Linked DNA regions of Mus musculus: regions 2, 3 and 4 are each linked to region 1. A link is a contact called in public Hi-C data. All regions are on one chromosome and are shown on one strand. The core of a region is the stretch at or near the end of the contact, and the rest is flanking DNA. Distances in the headings are between cores, read along the strand shown.

Region 1 (3,290 bases), core at 377-2,876:
CACAAATGATTGCAAGGTTCAGAAATGAATATAAATTACGCATTAGCCCACAAGTAAGTACATCTTATACAAGACAAAACCATAGCAATTAGCAATGTGCTACAAAATGAAACACTCTTGTCTGTAATAATAAAAATAGGTTGAATTTGGCATACTCTCCTAAGGTCTCAGAGAGACAGTATCCGAGAACCACTTTTACACATAGATGAAATGCTTATGTGAAGGTGTTTAAAGAAGGACATGTGAGTGGTGGGATTGTTCTAGACAGACAGAAAGGGCAAAGAGGAAGTGAAAGCTAAGAAGACTACACTGTAGTGAGTGGTTGCAGTTAGAAAAGCAGTTTGTTTTCAAGTCCTTCTGGGAAACCATATGATATTGTGTGTTAAAAATCCCTAAGTATTAATAACTTTGTGGTTATCCCAATTAATATTTCTCCAAGAAAGAAATTGTGCTGTGAAAGCAATCATAAGCATCCCATGTTGCCTGAAAGAAAAAGGCAGACATGTGAATTATAGTACATCTACTTGGAAAGTTGTACATCCGTGGAAACAATGTTATAATATTGGTTATGTTATTATAACATTGTAATAATATTAGTTGTATATTATACATAGTTATAATAATGAAAAATGATTATTATAAATATTAGATGGTAGTCTGAGGAAATGCACATGAAAAAAATCCAAGCCTTCCAAAAGTAAGTTATAAAATTATGCATGTGCTATAACCAAAGTCATATTATACATATATTATAGTCAAGCTTTTGTTTCTGAAAGTTGCAAATGATGATTCCGTACAGCTGAGGATACCTGTATGAAAGAATCTCTACAGACTTCCTACGATGCGCAGTAGTATTTAATTTTTTGTTTTCATTTACATGCAACTGTTGTTTCAGCTCTTCAGCTTTCAGTCTTTCCCTAGAATGTGTCTTTTACGGGAGAAACGCAGCTTCCAGTAAGAGGCTGAAATTCCCGCCTTCCGGGAAAACCCGCAGAAACCCAAGCTCCCGGCGCTCAGTGGTGCTTCCTGGTTTCCACCCTCTGCCTCTAAGGCCATTGTGCTTGAAACTTGTTGGAGTGAAAGGAATTCCCGGAAGCCCCAAGTCAACGAAGAAAGAAGCCAGATCGCAGTAGCAGATGGTTCATCTTACAGCTTTCATTTATTTTCTTTACGTGCCAGGAGGGGGTTACATTATCGACTGGGAGGGTGACCACACCTCTCTTCTTTAGAAAATGCCTGCTTGGCACCGTGGCATTCACCCAAGAAAAGTGTCACATTCTTTTGTCCCAGAGGTCCAGAGAAAGCTCTATCAGGCGGTTTTTGTTTTTGTTGTTGGTTTAAAAAAAAAAAAAAAAAAAAAAAAAACAGTATAATTACCATAAAGAAACCCTTCTGTCTCAAAAACACAAGCTTCCCATACATGGTAAGATGAACTAGACGTTATTTCTCTGCACAGCAAAAAAAAAAAAAAAAAAAAAAAAACCTTTTGGCCCACCCTACAAGCCATTTATGGGTTTGATTAAGGCCCACGGGTGTCTCTAACTTATTTATTTAGGAAACACTGTTATTGTCTTAATGTAAACCCAGTTCAGGATCAGTTGACAGTTGGAAAGCTGCGGCAGAGGGTTTTCAAAGGCGCCTCCTTGGAAAGGGGCTCTCCATTCAGCTCCAGTTTCTGAGTCGTACTGCCAGCTCTGCTCAGAAAATAAACAAATGTTTGTTTTACAACATGGCAAAGGGGGCTCCCATTCATCGTGGGCCAGATATGAAAACAAACTTCCACGTATAAGGGCTTTTGATACACATGACTTACTTGGATGACAAGAGGCTCACTGGGGAGTGCTTAAAGCTTATTAATATTGCACAAAAGACTTTTGTTTATCATTTCCCTGGACTGCCTGGGAATCACAGATTCAAGCCGCCACCCGGCTGGTGTCCTAGCATTTTAGCTGCCTTTAACGTGTGCAGATTGTGAAAGTACTGCTGGTTTGGAGCCAAACACAAACTCTCCACCAAGCCAGGTGAAAGAACTCAGAACTGCAGGGTTCTAAGAACCAAGGTTGGGATTGAAATTAAAGAGAGAGCAGAGGGGAGAGAGCTCCCTCTACAGGTAAAAAACTAGATGCCTTGCATCTACCTGCTTGGAAACCAGTAACTTCCAGAAAATTTGGAATCCATGGCCTGTCTAAAGAGACATTTCACCTCCTATTTAAACAGTCTACGCCTACAAGCTCTACTCTTCAGACAATGATCATAATGAAAAATCCTCTCTTGAGGCATCTGTTTACTAGGAAGGTGTGCAATGAGGTATAACCGATGTCATCTCCACCTCCCCTGTAATCTAGTAACCACAAGCTACTTGTGGCTGTGCTTAAATAATGCTGGATCGATGGATACAAAAGCAAAGAGTTTAAGGGGAGGATTGTGCTGTGAAGGGTGCAAATTAGCTTTTTTTATACCTATTACATACTTAGAAGATATTTGTAATAATTGGATTAAATTTAAAAATAATTAAATCAATTTCACCTGTAGTTTTTTCCCCCATGTTTTTAATATGACTACCAAAAAATAAAATTACTTATTCATCATCTATTTCTATAAGTGTTGGCCTAGATAATTAGGGTATAGTATCATATCAGAGCTAAAGCCTGTGGGATCTTTGATTTGTGCTAGTTTAGTTGATTCCTTTTTTCTGGTGCTGGGGTTATAACCCCGAGTCAGGAAAGTGTTCAACCACTGAGCCACAGCCACAGCCACAGCCACAGCCACAGCTCACTCACATTCTCTTGCCTTAAACATGCCCTTTCCACCCACAAACTGAATTTCTGAAAGCTAAAAGGATTTTTTAAAAAGTTTTAATGCAAACATCTCTATTTAAAGTCTTATCAAAACATGAGCAAACTTGCAGTCTGTGTGTGCTGAGAAGTGTCATAAGAAAGGGCATATTTTCTCTCTATAGTTCCGATTCTCGCGGCCATGCCCTTTGCTTTTTAATTGCAAGTTACTCCAAGAGAAAGAAATTCCTTCTACTAGAATAGACTTGAAGAATTGCTTTCAGGTCACTAGACAGTAGATATTTGCTTCCTCCCTTTTTTAGCTGGCAGCCTTACCCACCTACCTAGTCAGTCTCCTTTGTGAGTGATCATTAAGATTTGTGAGATAAGCAGGATTATACGAGAAATATGTGCCTTTAGGGTTAGCCTACCTAACTCTCCACTATTAAGACCAATAGGCAACATAGCCACCTTAATTATTCCTTCGAAGAATTCTTAAAATTGTTAGTCTCCTGC
Region 2 (3,212 bases), core at 119-2,618, 200 kb before region 1:
TTTTTTGTTTTGTTTTGTTTTGTTTTGTTTTGTTTTGTTTTGTTTTGTTTTTTTCCTTTCTGATGTTAGACATCAGGGAGGGATTGGTGTGAAAATTTCTTGGCAAGTATAAAGGAGTACTATTTCATATCTCTTTGTTACTTGGAGATTTTAATAAAATGTTTAGTTGACCAACCTCATTATCCAAAGCTGTTTGAATGCTTATCAAACGAAGATGAGAACTTAGATTCAATGACCTGCTTGCTTCTGTATTTATTGAGTTGTAATTGCATGTGATAGCCCCACATCCAGATCTGAATGATTCCCTATAAAGTTGTTGAACTGTGTTGACTTTTCCCTGTGTATGTTCCTGCCCAGGTTATGGAAGAGGGTACTATTAAAAAGAAGTTGCCAGGACAATATGTCACAGATTGTCTATGAGGAAGAAGGAGACACAGATCTTCAAATGAGTCGTTGATGTGTAGCTTCCCTTGGATTCAAAAGTCCTGGGTGCTGTTCACAGTTCCCGATCCTGACAAGGTCATTTCACAAAACTAATAATCCACTGGCACCTATCTACCCAAGACTGAGATAGTGCACTTCTCAAAGAAACCACTGAAACCTGCTCTGGGCAGCAGGCAGGATCAATAGCTGCAGGCATATGCCTACTTCTAGCTCCTGCCTCCTTGCAAGCCTGTCCCCTCGGCCACTCTGTTTCTGCACTCATTGGATCTTCCAGGAAGCTTTAGAAGCAAGAAGCTCACTGAAAGGTATCTATGGGAAGTGCATGCAGGAGGACAGGAGGACAGGAGGACAGGAGGACAGAGTGATCTTTTATTTATTTTTTCCAATTAAAAGTTTTAGGTCGCCATACAAAGTAATAGGTTTCATTGTAGCACTTTTGCACACATGCGTCAATTCACTTTGTTCACCATAAAAAGGATGAAGAAGCATATGTAACTGAGGTGACTTTCCATAACAATACACAGCTTGACAAGTCACAAAATGAAGTAGTTTAATCTACTAACGAGCCCAGTTTCCTCAGTCCCCAGGCTGCTTAGTAGGGCTCTTTTGCCATCTAAAACTGCTCTAAGTAGACATTTCATATCACAGAATAAATCTTTGCAAATGTACGTTAATCTGTTCCACTCATCCACCATTATAATTCCCACCCTGGACATCCTCAAATTTAAAGCCTGGACTTGGTCCCTGTAGATTATTCTCCCTAACACACTTGCTTATCCTTTCCTTTGATTTCCTTTTGTGGGCCCAGCTTGGCGAACAGCCCGAAATGGATTTAGCCTATAATTGTCAACAGGAGAGCCTGCCAAACCTGTGTCCGCACAGAAATAAACCCAAATTGGCAGAGAGGTGAGGAGCACAGGCATTCCAATTTCATCATAGCAAGGTCCTCCCAAGAGCTCCATAAAGCAGCCAGCTCGCAGCGAAGGCTGAAGAACCCAGAGTAAGAGGCAACATAAAAATGGACTACACACAAACAAGGCACAAGGCTTTAAAAATAAACCATTCTAGGCAGCTTACCTAACACAGCCCAGAGTCGCCTGTGGGCTGGATGCTCAGATCCTGCAGCGAGGTCTAACTCACTGCTTACTAGGTCACTCTATACTGAGTTCGACTTACATGTATCTAGTTTCTGTTTATGCTTATCTGTGATCTGTGGCATAAAAACAGAAATGTGTATTCTATACCTCTACAGCCGATTTCCAAGATTTGGAGAGTGATACATGGCATGCATAATACTCAAGAATGGATGTCTGAAGCAACCATAGGAAGGCCTGTCTCTGCCTCTTACTAGGGAAGAATCTTTGGTTCAGTTATATTAAAAATTGCTCTTCTGTGTGTTTATTTTTCCAACTTCCTAGAAAACCAAAGAGGCTTTCCACAGTAGGAACATAAAAATCTTCTCAGGTAAGAACCCAGTGTAAACCATGGCTCACTCTAATTTAAATCTTCCCCTACATATATTTTCATAACAGGCAAATATTTAATAGGGGAATGTAGCATATTCATATAATTACAATAATAAAATTATCATCAAAATAACCATCATCATTATAGACAACAGTAGGCATGAGAAAGTTACCAGTGGTTTTCTTGTCAGACAAAAGGAAAAATATCCCCAAAGTCCTGAAAATGTACTTTGTTATCTAAGCCCTGGAAGAAATGCTGTACATTGTGAATATTGAAGTAATCCCATAAAGATAGTCGATGATTCATCATTTTATTATAATAGCTATAATTTAAAAGATGTACAAGTGAAACACAGGAAGAAAATGGTAATGATGACGGCCTTTCTTAAAACAAAAAAACCCTACTTTCTACACCATTTCGTAAGATAGCAATACAGGTATCTACTCATTTTAGGGGTTATATGTTGTTATAAGTATCTGGGAAGTTCAAAAAATAAAGCTTTCAAAGGACTGGTGTTTGAAAATCTACCAGATAGTTTTGCATTTCCATCATAATTAGTTCAATTTCATTCACTGAACTAATAGTACATATTTTTGCTCTGCTTGGCCTTTCATTGCTTCCTCACTCATGTTGTCTCACTCTTGTAGGCTGGCTGAAAAGACAGGGAAGGGCAAACTGCTCATCTAGAGTGACTACAATGGTACTACAGCATAGTCATTGTCCTTTGCACAAGAAAGGGATGCTGTCACCATTACACAGGAAGTCAGAGGTTAAGGAATTACTCCCAAGGTAAATAGAAACTGCGGATGACATCAATGGAAAGACTGGACCACCACCCCAGGATGAAATGGGTTTCATCAAAGAGAACATGTGGCCAGACTTATTTCTAGGTTCAGAAAACTTTAGGAATGATAGGTGGATGGATGGATGGATGGATGGATGGATGGATGGATGGATGGATGGATGTTAGATAGAGAGTTGCAGAGTTGCTCTGTGTATACTTAGTTCCTACTTATGCTGCCTGTGAAGTCCCACATTTCTGAGAAAAAATGCCATTATCTACATGACCACAATGGCTTTGCTTGCAACATGCTGCACTTAGGGTGGTGTCAAATGCTTCTGTAAATAGTCTAGAAAGTTTCATGTATATCTATTCACACCACCCCTCAACCAATCAGCTTAAACAAAATAGGCCTTTTCATTTCACAGTAAGCTTTCATAAAGTAAGGAAAAAATTAATCAACATCTATTTTCTAAAATTTCTCTGTTTCATCAATTGAGGGGAAAAACTCAGCTGGGAG
Region 3 (3,416 bases), core at 265-2,764, 150 kb after region 1:
AAAACTCTATTTTCATCTGTCTCCTAAATCCTTAACAGGATACTGACATATTTTTTGCTTACTCAGCAATTCACCTCATTCATTCATTCATTCATCCATTCATCCATTCCTTAGTCAACTATCATTTGTGAGGCTATTTGACCCCAGGCTTGTTTTATAGCTTATTTTTAATTTTTAGTTTGAAATAATTCTTAAGATTCACAATCAGTCCCAAAAATAGTGCAAAGAATTTTTTATGTGCTATCACCCAGCTTCTTCTAATGGCACCATTTTATACATCTTATCAAAACCAAGGAATCTACACTAACTCTACGCAGTTAACCAAGCACCGGCTTTCCTCGGATTTCATCTCTTTTTGCACAGACTGTTGTTGGTTGTGCTTTCTAGCATGCATCGTTTTCATACAGTGTTGTGACAGCTTATCCCATGTGGGCTGTGTGACCACACCTCTCATCCAGATATGGCACCTCTCTGTCCCCACAAAGGAATTCCTTTGCCATCCCCAGTCACACCCTTGTTTCAACCATTGCTCAGGCCCCCTCTCTGTCTTCATCACTCTGGCATATTACATGAGTGGTACTGGAATCATCCAGTCTGTGGCACGTGAGATACACTGTTCAGGATTGTACTCGTGAGAAATTGCCTGCATCTTCTGCTCCTGAAGTATTAAATGGAAGAATATCTCAATTAGTTGTTTTGTTTTGTTTTTTTTTACTGGGAAGAATAAGTTTCATCTTCAGGTCACATGGAGTGTTTCACTCCTAAGGATATTTGAGAACTCAAATAAACTCTGGAAGTAAAAAATTAACATCATAGTTCATTAAAAAATTGAAAAGAGGCCCTGAAGTGTGGCACTGGAAGGGAGAGGGGTGCTGATCCTCTGCGTGGGGGAGAGGAGGTACTCCAGTATCCCAGGGCATCAGACGTGAACTCTCGTCCTGACAAGAGCCTGAACTTGCCCTCTACATTAACAGTTAATCAGCCTGGAATAAGTATGCCTATAAATGTCAGAAATAAGATGCAACTACTTCTGTTAATTCCTCCTACTCACAACTGACCAGAAAAAGAGACTGTTTGAAAACTGCTCAGCAAGCCAGGAAAACCAGCTGAGAACTCTTTCAATCAGATATTTTGGAAGGAACAAGTCTAAAATAACTTTTGCCAAGTTTCTGGATAACTCCTTTGTATACTCATTTTTAAAGACTGTCACAAAGCAGTAACTGGAAGGAAAACATGTTTTATTTTGTTATACAATAAAGTCTTTTGTCCAGTGAATAGAGGTGATACTATCACCATGTTCAGTATGCCCTGCTATTTCTCCAAAAGGGCTATGGCTGCAGTCGAAATATTTGCATCTTCAGTGCAGCTGAGAGCACATAAGAAAGGCTGGAAAAGCCTGTCTTCAGGCGCTTCACCCCTTCTTTTGTCTGAATTTACTTCGCCTTTCCCACCCTGTCCTTGGCACCAAGCACAGTTCAACGAATCCCATCCAACTGGCATGGGAATGAAGTCTGCAGGAGCTGTGCCAAGTGCCTCTTGGGCTCTGCTCACCCAGGCACTGCAGACCAGCTCTCCACAGAGGACAGCTTTGCTACTCTCAAAGCTTTGTACTCATGCCAAATAGCTCTGGGGACAGTCACAACAGAAACCTACTCTCTCTCATTTTACCCAGACCATCAGAACCACTTTGCACTTTAACACCTCCTCCTTCGATTCCTGCAGAAGCTTTGATTCTGAGGCTGTTTTATGGAAAGGAATTCTAAATGAAGAATCTCTGAAAACCAACAATGACAACTTCTTCTGATGGCAGGCAATCTACAGTCTCCTGTTTGCTTAAAAAGCCCACACACGTAAGCTATAATTTTCTAAGGCAAAATACATAAAAGAATAAAGAGATATCCATTGTTATTTCTCAGCTGCAAGGACATGAGCATCTAGGTCCCGCAACTTTGAGCTATAGTCTCTCCATGGCACAAAACTGAAATGATTTTACTCCCTCCCCCGCCCCAACAGATACTTAGGAATATCTGGAGGCAAGTTTGATAACCTCAGCCTCTATTTGCCACTGAGATAACTTAAGTAAAATGTTGAGCTGTCCCTACACATCCTGCAAAGCATGAACTGGCCCCTTCCAGCAAAAGTTCTCCTAAAACCTTTCTAAAACACATAGTCCTAAGGCTAAGACCCTGACTAAAAACAAGCCTAGGCTATGACGTCAGAGGTCCTGGATCTGGATCTTTCCTTCATCTTCAACTTAATCTACTCTTCCATGAGTTATCTCTTCCACAGTTATGCCCTCTTAGTTCCTGACCATGGAACCAAAACCCAATTCTCCCTTCCCGTTCAAACCTTCCCACTGTGCCCTCCATAGTGAGATGATCAAAGGCCCATGGCTCTCTTATATTGACAACCAGCTCTCAACAAACACAGTTCCTAAAAAAAGTCCCTTGCAGGTGGTGAAACTACTTTCTGTAGCATCATGTCACAGTCAGGAGGTAACATCATCTCCAATGTTACTTCAAATGGTGACTGTTCTCTTCCTGTTGCCCAAATCCCTTTCCACTTAGTAATCTCACCTTTCTGGAATTCTCTCATGTATATGTATCCTGTATACTCTTCACCCAGTTCTTTCTGAACTTCCTCATGATTTAACACGTACACAGGATTGCCATCCAATTTTCTGTACTTTCATTACCTGGAATAGTCCACATTTCTTACCTCTAGTAACATAGAGAATGTTGTCCCCAGTGTGAACAGAGCCCCCTTTAATCTTGCATTACACACCCTATATGGCCTATAATTATGTAGTGGCTCAGGGTCTTTACCTAGTCTCCACTCATCTCTTCTCAAGCTGAGTCAATACCTCCCCCAGTCATACCATTAACTCTGCATCCCCCCAACATCACTGAAACATACAATTCCTCAAATATCCTCATAATAACACTCCTTCTTTATAGAAAATGATGAAATCATTTCTACTTCCTGTCCATTCCTTCTGCTTTCACTTTTTCTTGACAGAAGTCCACAATCTACCATTATTCACTGGTTAATGCCTGCAGTCTAAAGTTGTCTTCAATTTTTCCATGTGACTAGCAAAGCCCCATCCCCAAAGGAACATAGTCACCTGCCTTCCCAGACATCTGTATCCTGGAAGTAGCATTCCAGAGAAAATCACAAATCAAGAAAGATATGAATCAGATACAACATAACACCTGCCCTGACCCCATAGCCCATGTGCCCTGTGAGTCTTGTTTTTCCATCCTTCTAGTCATGTGCTCTGGTCTCTAACTCAAGGCCCCCGATGTAAGCTATAGCTGCAGCAGGCATACTGACTATGGAAATACCACGCACTGAGCTCTAAAATACGAACATCAAGTTGCTCCTTTCTCACTGTCCAAACCTCTTCAGTTATTTAT
Region 4 (3,203 bases), core at 259-2,758, 220 kb before region 1:
AGCCTGGTCAAATGCTCAGGACTCTAGGAGTCATAGGCCCAGTAGGATCATACTACTGTTGTTTTCCTAAAGGATAAAAGAAGGGCAAATGTCAACAGATACAAGAAAAGGAAGAAGGACAAAGGTTAACAGATATGGAAAATTGAACGAGGAACTCCCAGATAGGAGCTGGAAGACTGGAGATTCTGAGATGGAAACCATCTGCCTCAACATCGTTTGTAGATACCTACCTAAATCTAGTTCAAAGGCTGGACAGAGGAATGAGAGTATAATTGGTAACCTAAAGCAGCAAGAAGCTAAAGGAATGATCTCAAAAGAGGAGGTCACCAGGTTAGTTCTGTACAGTTAAGTGACTCTGCAAAAGAACTGGCAGTGCCATGTTGAAGGAACAGAACTCAATAGAGAAAGATAGAAGTTGGCTCAGCAAACGTACAGAGACAGAAGAACCCATGGCAATGTCAAGGCCTAGTAAAAGACTAGTTTAAGTGATCTGGGCATCCAGTTTCTGACTTTTTCCTTTTTAAGATCTTTTTAAATAAAGGGTTTTAGATGGTGTGTAACAATGACCAGCAAACAACTGTTCTCTAAACAACAGAAGTTTGTATTCTATGATGGACTAAATGTACACTAACCTTCTTGAGCTTGTAGTCTGAGTCAAATGTCAGAGCTTTGCATATTGTGAGTAGCAAGATGGAAAAATATGTCACTCGTCGGGAAATAGAGCTGTTGCATATGAAACAGGCAAAAATGTGTAGAAACACATTCTTTTTACTCATGTGTTCAAAAATTTTATATAGAATGAATAATGTTGCTCATGGGGCTCAAAACAAAAACTAAGTTTTAAATCTATGAATCTTTCTTAATAAACGTTCTGACTTTTTCCCACCAAAGGAGGAATCATTTGACTAGATGGAGCACTTTGTCCAAGGATTGAGAAGTGTGTGTGTGTGTGTGTGTGTGTGTGTGTGTGTGTGTGTGTGTGTGTGTGTGTACAGACAGAGTGTGAATAATAGCACACTGGACCAATGATTCATATAAAACTAATTTAGATCCTAGGCAAGCTCAGTACACTAGAAGATTGATGCGAGTAAAGGTGGTAATAAAGTATATTGATGCCAATTGTCCTTCATTTGAATACAGCGTGGAATCTGGGCTGAAAAAAAGCAGCAGAGCTTGATTCAGTTGTTACAATTTCAGAAATGACTCATTTCCTTTCACTGCACAGCTGGAAGCTCAGAGGTGAATATTTCAGTACGTAAGATTCAGTTGGAAGCAATTTGCAACTGAGCTCATAAACGGCTTATCAGCCAGCCAGCCCTGAGGTTGGGACCCAAGATTGGCAGTGACACCCTTGGGTTTCAGAACCAACTACTGAGATTCCAGCAGATTCCCCCAGGGTCTTTCCCTATATCCACAGAGCTGGAAACATGGAGGCTTGTATTTACATGACCCAATTTATGAATCTCTCAATTGTACTGGGAGTTGGCTACAGTTTTTCAGAAAAAAAATTAATGGTAAAGGATAATGCTGTTTGCAAAATCTGTATGTTCCCATAAGTCTAAGGGAAGTTCCAGCTCTCATAGATAGCAGACATATCCCCACAGTCAAGACACATAGTGCATTTCTACTTAGAGTCAAATGTAAAGGAACAGAGGAGAAGAAAAAGATGGCAGAGGTAAGAAAATGTTTTTCATTTATACGAAGTGATAGAAATACATAACATAAAGTTTCATATTCTGCTTTTGCTATTTATGCTCGGTTATGCCTATATGCTTGCCAATGAATGGTGCTACTCCCAACTTTTACTTAAAATGATGCTATGAGGAATGTAATATATGACATTAATTCCCTATTATGAATCAATAGCTCCATGATGAGGATAAATTGGTTTGAGAGTTTCCATTTAAAACTTTTATACTATACACAATTTATCTAACTTTTCAGTTCCACCCACAACTATCTTTTCATACCTTGCTCTCTGCATAGTTGATTCATGTGGGACATCTATTTTATTATTCCATGACATCTATGTGAACCCCCACCTCTAGGTCTTTGACTCCACTGCCCTCACACAACACTAATTCCTTTTTGCCAATACAATTTATCTAACTCTGTAATTCTTGGTCCAAGCTCACTTAGTCCCTAGACTAACTTTATTTTATATCCACTGCCAGTGTCCTTGATAACAGTGTCTATGGCTGAGCATGTTCTTATGCTCCAGCCATGAGTGACATATGCCATCCATAGTGACTGTCTAGCATGTTAATGACAACACTCAGTACAAAAAACCTTGGACTCAGGCACACCTGGGCCATAGTCCATCTTCACTATTTGATAGGTCCTACTCATGTTCAGCTTTCCCATTAAGGCCTGTCAGCTCTGCTTCAAAAATATGTGCCTATTTCTTATCCCTCATCTGTCACAGCTTTCATCTTTTTAGCACTGCTCATCTTTACGTCAAGTTGTGTCCTATCTTCCTTGTGTGCTCCTAACCTTCCATTCTGTAGTTCTCTGTGTTTTAAAGTAAACTGGGCTATCTCATGTACAGACTGAAAACACTGCAGCATTCTTCCTTTGTGTTTAGAAGGAAGTCTAGTTCCTGAGCAATTTCAAGTCCGTGTGTGTGTGTGTGTGTGTGTGTGTGTGTGTGTGTGTGTGTGTGTGTGTGTGACTCTTGCTCCACTCTGCAACACCCCTACCTTCCTCTCTCTTCCTACACATTTATCACATGGTCCCCTAGACAGTTCTATAAATGTCTTCATTCTGACCCACCTTAAGTCCCTATTGCCTGGCAGTTACTCAGCTGGGAATTCTCTTCATTCATTTCAACAACTGCCTATCTTGTCATCTCTCACATTTCAAAGTCCCCATGACCTAGATAATTTCCTGATCACCTTATTTCAGGCATTCTTATTCACAGGGTTATTACCAGGTCCAGCATCTTTTATTGTTGGGTTTGGACCCTCCACAGAATGCTAGAATTTTCTTTGTATATCAGTTTCCTTTGGGGCATCCTGCACTGTGATCACTCAGGGTCTTCCCTCTCCAAATCATCACTGTGAATTTTTCCTGAGGTTGTGACAGCAATAGAACTCAGTTCATCTGACCTTGTATCTCAAGGGTCATTGTCCTTTGATGAATATGTCTACTGTGCAAAAATATCATTTCTTATGTGTGGAATTAAGAAGTCTCTTGGAATTTAT

Evidence for each region. A called contact is a pair of places that touch in the nucleus more often than the background predicts.
Region 2: a Hi-C map of uterus shows a contact between it and region 1, with 4 times the contacts expected there. The contact joins two enhancer-like sites. A contact is called at or near these places in 1 of 39 promoter capture datasets (the 3T3-L1 cell line) and 5 of 484 Hi-C or Micro-C datasets (cortical neurons and uterus).
Region 3: a contact with region 1 is called in a Hi-C map of cerebellum, with 2.6 times the contacts expected there. The contact joins two enhancer-like sites. A contact is called at or near these places in 6 of 484 Hi-C or Micro-C datasets (astrocytes, cerebellum, cerebral cortex and 3 more), 2 of 115 datasets of contacts at active chromatin or transcription factors (both in astrocytes) and 1 of 9 other capture datasets (embryonic stem cells).
Region 4: a contact with region 1 is called in a Hi-C map of the N1E-115 cell line, with 4 times the contacts expected there. The contact joins two enhancer-like sites. A contact is called at or near these places in 1 of 39 promoter capture datasets (liver), 33 of 484 Hi-C or Micro-C datasets (the C2C12 cell line, the N1E-115 cell line, adipose-derived mesenchymal stem cells and 15 more) and 4 of 115 datasets of contacts at active chromatin or transcription factors (astrocytes, embryonic fibroblasts and embryonic stem cells).

The regions. Positions count from the first base shown.
Region 1 is chr11:17,458,912-17,462,201 of GRCm38.p6, reverse strand. No RefSeq gene overlaps it. Among named protein-coding and RNA genes, the nearest start is that of Gm31268, 140 kb to the right of the region's middle. Within about 2 kb of position 1,626, at least 50 of the 459 cell types and tissues checked have an H3K27ac peak or open chromatin away from gene starts, as enhancers often do. A contact at or near this core is called in the N1E-115 cell line, cerebellum, neural progenitor cells and 1 more, where this site is marked.
Region 2 is chr11:17,662,212-17,665,423 of GRCm38.p6, reverse strand. No RefSeq gene overlaps it. Among named protein-coding and RNA genes, the nearest start is that of Etaa1, 290 kb to the left of the region's middle. Within about 2 kb of position 1,368, at least 19 of the 459 cell types and tissues checked have an H3K27ac peak or open chromatin away from gene starts, as enhancers often do. A contact at or near this core is called in uterus, where this site is marked.
Region 3 is chr11:17,304,314-17,307,729 of GRCm38.p6, reverse strand. No RefSeq gene overlaps it. Among named protein-coding and RNA genes, the nearest start is that of Gm31268, 19 kb to the left of the region's middle. Within about 2 kb of position 1,514, at least 38 of the 459 cell types and tissues checked have an H3K27ac peak or open chromatin away from gene starts, as enhancers often do. A contact at or near this core is called in cerebellum and neural progenitor cells, where this site is marked.
Region 4 is chr11:17,679,201-17,682,403 of GRCm38.p6, reverse strand. No RefSeq gene overlaps it. Among named protein-coding and RNA genes, the nearest start is that of Etaa1, 270 kb to the left of the region's middle. Within about 2 kb of position 1,508, at least 7 of the 459 cell types and tissues checked have an H3K27ac peak or open chromatin away from gene starts, as enhancers often do. A contact at or near this core is called in the N1E-115 cell line, where this site is marked.